2 separate regions of the Danio rerio genome follow, and region 1 is linked to region 2. The links are chromatin contacts, called in public Hi-C maps. All regions are on one chromosome and are shown on one strand. Each heading gives the region's core, a stretch centred on a gene start, on an enhancer-like site or on the middle of the called end of the contact. The rest is flanking DNA. Distances are from core to core; before and after follow the strand shown.

Region 1 (4,806 bases), core at 2,166-4,665, 380 kb before region 2:
ATTCTTGATTAATTTCTAGGTATGTTTGGTGACTAAAATATTATTATTAATTTTTTTTAATGTACATACAAACGTAAACAAAAAAAGGGCAAAGACAAATGTATCAGTAGACAAGTATAGCAGCAAAAGGCAAAGAGAATTTTTTTAATAAATAATAATAATAATAATAATAAAGAAATAAATAAACATACAAACAAAATACAAAAAATAATAATACACAAAGTTATGCCGTGGTTAAAGTCACACATATTGTGAAAATACATAAGATGTGTTCATAGAGTCAGAGGATCATTAGAGGCATCCATATTTTTTGAAAGGCATCCCCTTTGTTTTTTAAGTAGTATGTATATTGTTCCAGGAGCATTGTTTCATTCAAGAGTTTTATGAACAGTTCAAATGTTGGAAGTTTTTGTTGGTTCCATGCATTTTTTTGCTAGATAGGAGATGATGCCGAGTCTCTTTATAGAAATAGGATCAAGTGTCTTGTTCAGTTCTGTACCAAAGAGGTATAGTGCTGGTGTGTTGTCCAATGGAGCTTGCAAAGCTTTGGCTGTAAAGTCACTAAAATATTATTTTAATAAATATATCTGTTTATTAAATTTGTTTTGTTCAAATGCATCAAAATACACTGAGAAATGGAGGAAAATAATAATTTTCAAATGGGCTGAACTCAATAGGCTGAGCACTGTATATACATTTGATTTAATAAAGTGATTAATTTGTTTTAACTTGTTGCAGTGATTTCCTCAAAATTGTGAAACGTTATCATGTAATTATTTTATATATTTATTATATATATTTTTCAATATTTCCCTTGTTTAAATTTATACACATTATTTAATCATGATTATTATCTTTTGGGTTTGTATTAACTTGTTCTTACAGGGATTTTGTCAAAATTGTAAAATGTTATTCATATAATTATTTTATGTTTATTGCATATATGTTTTTCAATATTTCCCTTATGTATATCTATTAGTATTTTATTTAATCATCATTTAAGCATTTTGTTCATTTGTTTTAACTTGTTGTTGCAGTGATTTCATCAAAAATTGTGAAACATTATTCACGTAATTATTTTGTGTATTTTTAAGGAATATCACAGAAACATCACTGTTTGATGAGTTTATTCGCTGTAAACCAGTTTAGCAGCACTCTAACAAACAAATAAGAGTAGCAGTGGAAATGTTAATTACAGTTTACAATTAATATTTTACATTTTCACTTAATTACAACCGTTTGATAAACAAATTATATCACAGCAGAAATCCCCCACAAAGAATCAAAACAGTCAATAAAACTGAAATAATGAAATATAATTGTATATCTATTTGCATAATATGTAAAGAGATATAGAAAAGAAAATACTGACAAAAAATATAATAAACATACACTTAGTGGCCACTTTATTAGGTACAACTGCCTGTTAACGCACATTTCTAATCAGCCAATCACAGGGCAGCAGATCACTGCATTTAGGCATGTAGACATGATCAAGAGGATCTGCTGCAGGTCAGAGTGAGCATCAGAATGGGAAAGAAAGGTGATTTAAGTGACTCTGAGCGTGGCATGGTTGTTGCAGCCAGACGGGCTGCTCTGAGTATTTTTAGAAACTGCTGGGAAATCTACTGGGATTTTCACGCACAACCATCTCTAGGCTTTACAGAGAATGCTCCGACACAGAGGAAATATGTGGTGGAGATGTGGTGGAACGGGAGATTGGCATCATGGATGTGCAGCCGACAAATCTGCAGCAACTGTGTGATGCTATCATGACAATATGGAGTCTCTGAGGAATATTTCCAGCAGCTTGATGAATCTACAACACCGAGGATTAAGACAGTTCTGAAGGCAAAAGGGGGTTCGACCCGATACTAGTCAGGTGTACCTAATAAAGTGGCCGGCGAACGTATAAAATTCACAAACTTGATGCAATCACTGCAAAACCAAGTTAACAATAAAGCACACACACACACACACACTCTCTCACGCTGGTTTTACCTTGACGTGTTTGAGCAGCTGATAGAGATCCTCCACCTCGTCTCCATCAGTGGGGCTGTACTCTCTGTCGATATGCACACTCGAGCCCTCAATAGTGCGCCTGTAGAGCGGCAAACCCATGGCCTCTGCTATCAGATCCACAGCCTGATGACCCACAGTCTGGTACATGTAGCTGTCCAGCTCATCTGAAGCCGCTGACACACAACACAAGCAGATGTCACCTACACTCAGTCATTCAGCGCACGCTTCTGGCCAATTACAGTTGAGGAGGCATTCAGCGATTCAACAAGCAGAGGCAGTACACAACAACAAGAGCTCAATATACAGAGGGACTGTCAGAGCTCAGAGAATATAGTGCTGGAGTAAAAAGGAGGAGTGTTCATCTGTGTAGGGCATTAAAAATATCATTATATTAAATATCAATTACAAAAATATGATGATTTTATCAATGTCGACCTCCACCCACATGTCACAGTACTGTAAACATATTAATTATGGATATACAGCGTCATAAACAAATGCTGCTATATTGATGTGCATACTGCACTTCCGGCCGGCCGTGTATCCCATCTAGACTGTACCATATTTCTTAGGTAGTGGGCGTGGCTAACATATTTAACCACGCCCAGGGGAGTGGACATTTTAAAAGTGGGAGGGCCAGCTGTATTCTCAATCACCTGTTTCTGAATGGTCTGTCTCTAAAAGTGAGGGGGACAGCCACGCCCCTGACCCCCCAGGTTGCTACGCCTCGACCACGCCCCTCCAGCTGTCATCGCTATGACATCAAACTGAAATTGTGAGTAGGAGGAGTCTGTTAGGCTGTTAATAGGTGTGTTCCGACTTCTTGCAGCTGCTCAGATCGATTGTCTTAAATCGATGCATGCCGGTTAGAAATGTTGTCTGCGCCGACGCCACGTGGCTGTCACTTGTGTTTACAAGTATTTACAATGACGTGTCTTTATTAGTTATAAACCCCATTGTATGATGATGAGAAGGAGGAGGAGGCTGGTGTTATATATATATATATATATATATATATATATATATATATATATATATATATATATACATATATGTGTGTGTGTGTGTGTGTGTGTGTTCGTTCTCCTCACCGTGGTCTGCAGGTCTGAGGTTTGCCAGAGCGACTATAGAGTGTCCGGCAGACACACACTGCAGCATGTTAAAGCAGCTGTCCTTGCCGCCACTGCACACACACACATAATCACACACACGTATAAACACATGCTGTCAGTTCACTTTATTATCTGTTTGTGTGTTGATCGCCGTGTCCCGTTACCTGATGAGCCCGACCACCCTCATGATGTTCACCGTCTGCAAAACCGGTAAGTTTGAGCTCAAAACACACACACAAATACACACACGTGCTGCTCCACACCGCTGTAAACACTGCCGCGCTTCCGGGAGACTGAAGGACCCCTGCAGGAGGCTGTCCGACGATCCGCCTGAGTGAAACTCTCCCGCTAATCTCTGCACTCACGGGCTGGCTTAAACCTCTTTGAAACTTGTGAAAATAGAGATGTTTTATGAAGACATCAATCTAGAGTCTCTATTAAATAAAACACAACACTTTTTGTTTCTTATTTTGACCTTAAATTACCCAAAACAAGAGATCAACTCTGCTTATTTGGAATAATAAGCCTGTTTTGGGTTTGGTCTTGATTCTCCACATGTTAATGAGGGAAAATAAGGTCAAACATTTCCACTGAGTTTGCAAAACACCATTTCTGCAAGCTAAACTCTCAATGTTCAGAAAGCCTGCTTGTTAGTTTTGAATGTGCTCTAAACATTTTAATTCAAAATGTCATAAACACTGTGTAAATACTGTGTTATGCTAATGTTTCTAACATCCGCTGACTGCAGAACTGAACCTGTGAAAGCAGCTGGAAGTAAACCTGATCAAAACTTTGAGAACTCTGGGTTGTCTAATAATGAGGGACAGAGGGACGCATACCCTGCTGAAAAATCCAGCTTAAACCAGCCTAGGCTGGTTGGCTGGTTTTAGCTGGTCGACCAGGCTGGTTTTAGAGGGGTTTTGGCCATTTCCAGGCTGGTTTCCAGCCATTTCCAGCCTGGTCCTAGCTGGTCAGGCTGGAAAATGATCAGCCAAATCCAGCTAAAACCAGCTTGACCAGCCTGGTTTAAGCTGGATATAGCTGGTTTTGGCTGGACTCCCAGCTTGGCTATGCTGGTCAAGCTGGTTTTAGCTGGTCATCTCCCAGCCTGACCAGCTAAGACCAGGCTGGAAATGGCTGGAAACCAGCCTGGAAGTGGCCAAAACACCTCTAAAACCAGCCTGGTCGACCAGCTAAAACCAGCCAACCAGCTTAGGCTGGTTTAAGCTGGATTTTTCAGCTGGCATAGTTATTGTGCTTATAACATGCAACGGTCATACTGAAAGACTGATTGATTGATTGATTAATTGGTTGATTGATCGATTGGTTGGTCAGTTGTTTGGTTGATTGATTGATTGATTAATTGGTTGATTGATTTGATTGGTTGATTAGTTGGTTGATTGATTGATTGGTTGATTGGTTGGCGTGTTGGTTGATTGATTGATTGATTGGTTGGCGTGTTGGTTGATTGATTGATTGATTGGTTGATTGGTTGGCGTGTTGATTGGTGTGTTGGTTGGTTGATTGATTGATTGGCTGCTTGGTTGTTTTGATTGGTTGGTTGGTTGACTTATTTGGTTAATTATATGATTGATTGGTTGATTGATTGATTGATTGGTTCGTTGGTGTGTTAGTTGATTGATTGATTGATTGATTGATTGATTGATTGATA
Region 2 (4,389 bases), core at 1,705-4,204:
GAATTTAATGACAAGATTCAGAGAATTCACAGTAATGGAGTCTATAAAACGGACTCAAACCACAACAAAAAAAAATCAATAAGAGACAATTAATGCACAATAACAACATCATCATCGTCGTCCTGGCAAACTAAAGAGAGACACATTATAAAAAGACTACCCAGTACTGCCCGCATAACATATTAATAATACAGCTATAAAATAGCACGTTAATTTGTTTTATCACAACTATAAACAACAATGTTATTATTTGCAAAGCAACAAATTAATACAAAACACAAAATCGCATTTAAATACACAAGCCACAAGTTCAGGGAAAAAAGCCCGAAACTACTTTTAGCATTTATCTCATCCATATCAGCCACTCGAATGCCATTTGTGCGTATATACACAATTCCGTGCACAACAATTAAACAATTAAAGCTTCCAGTTACTTACATGATCGGCTAAGTTGGTCGAAGATCCCGAGAGTTCCTCGTGGTCTGATTTTGAGCTGCCATCCCGTTCATCAATCACTAAATCTATGGGCATTTTTCCTTTCAAACAACTAATGTACCGATGGCAGAAATTGTCGCAGAGTTCGTGCACCTTGAGAAGAGAACAAAAATAAAACCTCTGTCAGTAGCCGCTCCAGAAATAAGCACAATTAAAGGACATCGTGAGTAAAGACGGGGAAACAATAGAGAAATTGTAGCAATGCTTATTATTCTCCTGAGACTCCAGCAACAAGTTAATCGACAAAAACAAACACTACAGCTTGACAATAAGACATATGAACGCGCTGGACATAATTTAGCAGAAAGTATAAAAATAAATTAATTTAATAAATACGAATTATTATATATTATATATTATTTTAAAATCAAAGATAATTTTAACATGGTTTTAATAGCAATCTAAATTTGTCCAAGATTATAATTGAATTTGAGCATCAAAATATAACATCTGAATCGTTCAATTAAAATAAAACACACCACAAAATCACAGTAAATTCGCCGGAAATATTTCTGAAAACACATAAATCCAAATAATTAAATGATTACCTTTTCTAACTCCAAAAGATGAAACCGTAATACTTGTATGGCTTGTATCATCTGTGGAGAGAAACCCAAGCTGTTAGCCGTGTCAATTCTTTGCATTTGAAATTTACATTTAATTATTTATTTTTTATTTTGAACATGCATTTTAATTTTTAATATTCGTTGCGTTATATTACAGTGCACAAACTTATCCAACCCCAAAAATAAAATGACATAAAAATAAGTAATGTTAAAAATAATCAGTAATGTGGCGGAGAAATAACAAGCAATTATTTTTGGATGTTAAATAAATCGCCGCTATATTAACTGGCCTGCGTGAAAGTGTTAACGGTGATATCAACCCCATAATGAGTGACTTATTTCACACTAATATTCCCCACTCCAGACCGCTGTGAGGGTCCCACTTCAAACAATCCTGTCACACATCAAAAATCCTCGTATTTGCTTTTACTATCTCCAAATCCGACGAAAGAAAATAATAAAAAAAATACTAAAGATAGTCTCTTCTTAAAGACAGTCTGATTTGTGTCCTTACCAAATTATCCAATTCTGGATTCGAAGAAAATAAAGGTTTTTCAGCGCGGACCTAAAACACACACACACACACACGGGAATGGAGGTTAATAGCAATCGATGTGCAGCAATTCAATAGTAAGATTTTAATTATGCATTAAAATTCAAATCGTTGCTAATCTGGTTTAAGTGTAGAAAAAGCGCCGATTTAATGCGGCTACTTAGAACTTCCAAGTGTAAACAAAACAGAAAGTCTTCGGGTGGAAGTGTTGCAGCGCGTATGGACCTGTTTGGCGAAGACAGCGATGTCCTCGTTGAAGGAGTCCGAGGAGCAGACGTCTCCGCCGGCCACCCCGGGCTCGCGGGGAGTGCATGTGGCCAGCTCGCACTTCTCGAAGACCAGAGCCAGGAGAGGAAACAGAGGATGGCTGCAGAAACAACAACACGCCAGCCTTTTAGATCTCAGCCATGTCAATGCACAGAGCAATAATGAGCAAAAACAGACACGCGAAACAATCAGTAATAATTCTGCAGAACTCGGAAGTCTCGAAATCGCGTCGGGGTTTGGCGATCTGAGCAGATTTGAACTTAAAGCGAATAAAAGTTTGTTGAGGCGATTCTGAAATAAATCAAAGTCCAAAGCGTGGATTCGCTCCCAAAATCCCGAGGAGAAAAGTTCCTCGAAGCTGCGGGGAAAACGTTAGCAGAAATCGAAGCGGCTCTGGAGTCCGCGGATCCGATTTTAATGCGGAACTCACCCGTAAATTTGATCTTTATCCCTCTTTAACACGTCGTTGACAGCTGAGCCCATGCTGGTGGGCATGACATTGGGATGGGGGGCATGTGTGCCGTAATGCTGGCTGGCGTGGAGCGGCGGTCCGTGGTTCAGATGGTGGACCTGCGGGAGCGGCCGAGGCGCGTGTGGATCCCCGTACATCCCGACCCCGTCCATGCCGCCGTAGTGAGCCAGCTCATCGTACTGCAAGAGAAGCAGAAAGTCAGCAAGAGCACAGAAAAAAGGAGACAAAGAAGCGAAAGTGTGCGAAAACGCGAGGAAAGTCGTGCAGTTTGCCCGTAATTACCAAAAACATGTTGAAGTTGTAAAAGCGCAGCGAGCAAAAGCAGGAGCCCGGAGCTCAGGATATTCCCAGCAAAGTGCGTCAGGCTCAAGTAGTTTTGCGCGTGCGGCGACAGTCGAGGCCTGTGATAGATAGTGCATTGGTGGAGGTGAGTGTTGGAGATTTTAAACCTACCCTTTGCGCCATCAGCCTGCGCTCCAATAAACCTCTGGATCTGTGTCGTAGATTTAATTTCCCAGTCCGCTCACAAACTCATGCGCCGCAAAGATGCCCCCTTTTTCGAGCCGAATTCTCTCCTATTCTCCAACACGGACGAGCGCGGGCATCGGGAAGAGTTTTGCAATTATTCTTCTTTTCCTCTTTGCCCCCCAGAAAAGAAAGGGAAAAAAAAAGTCAAGCACCAAACTGAAGGTTACAGCCGGCCCATCAACAACCTGCATGTAACTAAACTGTCGTGTCTCATGGCTTTTTGCCACTCCAGCTGTCAATCAAAGCCAGAGGTTGTCAAGGTAATGAATGAATGATGGTTGGTGATGATGTTCGGGAGAGGATGAATCTTTTTAGAGCCCCGTTTTCATCCCACAAGTCCCTGTCTCCTTTATGCCTCCGGTCCGCTTTCTTGTTTTATTACTACCACTACCACTGCTGGAGTGTAGCGAGGAGGATTTAGACGAGGAAAAAAGAGGGAAAAAGAGAAGAGTTTTTGAAAAGAGAAATGCGGCGGTCTCGTGCGCGGTCGGAGATGAGTGAGTGTCAGTGAGTGTTGGCAGGTCGGCCGCTCGCTCGCTTATAGAACACAGTGAGTTGAGCTGCGCGCATCGGCGGGAGAATGAAATGACGGAAGCCGGAAGTGGCGCTGAGCACAGCCAGTCCTGCACGAGCTCCACGCCAAAGCCTGCGCGAGAGGCGAGCGTCCAGTGCGCGAGGGGGGAGCCACGCACAAAATCCCACTCACAGAAAACGCGCTCAGAAAAAGACGCGACAGTGCGCTGGGCAGGCGGCCAACGCGTTATTAAAACTGCGCTGTTATTGCGCCTGGAGAAAACAAAGTCTTGCGCACTTTGCGCGTTTTAAAACTACAACTGCAGCTAGATATCAAGTGTCACACTCACAACGAGCCACCCCCCCCCCCCCTCTTTTTTATCTAGACAACTAAACTTTTCCAAAGCTGCATCAACTCCTCGGGAATGTCTTTAGTCACAAAAATTGAAACGCGAGCCGCGCGCGCTCCTCAATTATCAAAGAGATCATCAATCATTAGGAACTCTGAAGTTTCAGAGGAGGAGCGATGATATTGATTGTGCTACAGATGGCCCCTAAACACCACAAACAGACCCTTAAAACACCGCTCCTCATCAATGATCATATAGCCAGCCTGCGTGTGCATATCGCCGCGCGCGCGTGACATCATCATCATCCTATCGATCCGCGTTTATGCATAAATGTCTACATTTAGCGCTTGTTTTGTTGTCCAAATTAACAATTTGCGGGTTAGTGGAGCAGAGCTCGGCGGCAGAGAGGTCAGCACAAAAGCCGACGCCTCGACTTTTTAATCAAGCCGGCAATTAAAAAGAGGATTTTCGTAAATGCAACAACTGAACTCTGTTTATGACAGAGGGGAGGGAAGAGCATGCACGGGGAGAAAGTGCACGGGTTCACTGTGCAATAGCGACTGCAGTGGACACAGAACGCGTGCATGTCTGACCACTGCTTTAGCGCGAGGACGACCGGAGAAACGCACGCGGTAAGTCCAACGC

Evidence for each region. A called contact is a pair of places that touch in the nucleus more often than the background predicts.
Region 1: a contact with region 2 is called in a Hi-C map of hematopoietic stem cells, with 2.8 times the contacts expected there. The contact joins the promoter of dph6 here to the promoter of meis2a in region 2. A contact is called at or near these places in 3 of 18 Hi-C or Micro-C datasets (caudal fin, embryo and hematopoietic stem cells) and 3 of 4 datasets of contacts at active chromatin or transcription factors (embryo, gastrula embryo and pancreas).

Annotation. Positions count from the first base shown.
Region 1 is chr17:59,336,475-59,341,280 of GRCz12tu, reverse strand. It overlaps dph6 (diphthamine biosynthesis 6), which reads right to left and starts at 3,415. Exons shown (of 8, transcript NM_001013290.2): 1 at 3,299-3,415; 2 at 3,114-3,205; 3 at 2,002-2,195. The coding sequence starts at 3,321.
Region 2 is chr17:58,954,831-58,959,219 of GRCz12tu, reverse strand. meis2a (Meis homeobox 2a) reads right to left here and starts at 2,954. Exons shown (of 13, transcript NM_131896.1): 1 at 2,807-2,954; 2 at 2,312-2,532; 3 at 1,840-1,981; 4 at 1,576-1,626; 5 at 1,044-1,094; 6 at 439-588. The coding sequence starts at 2,818.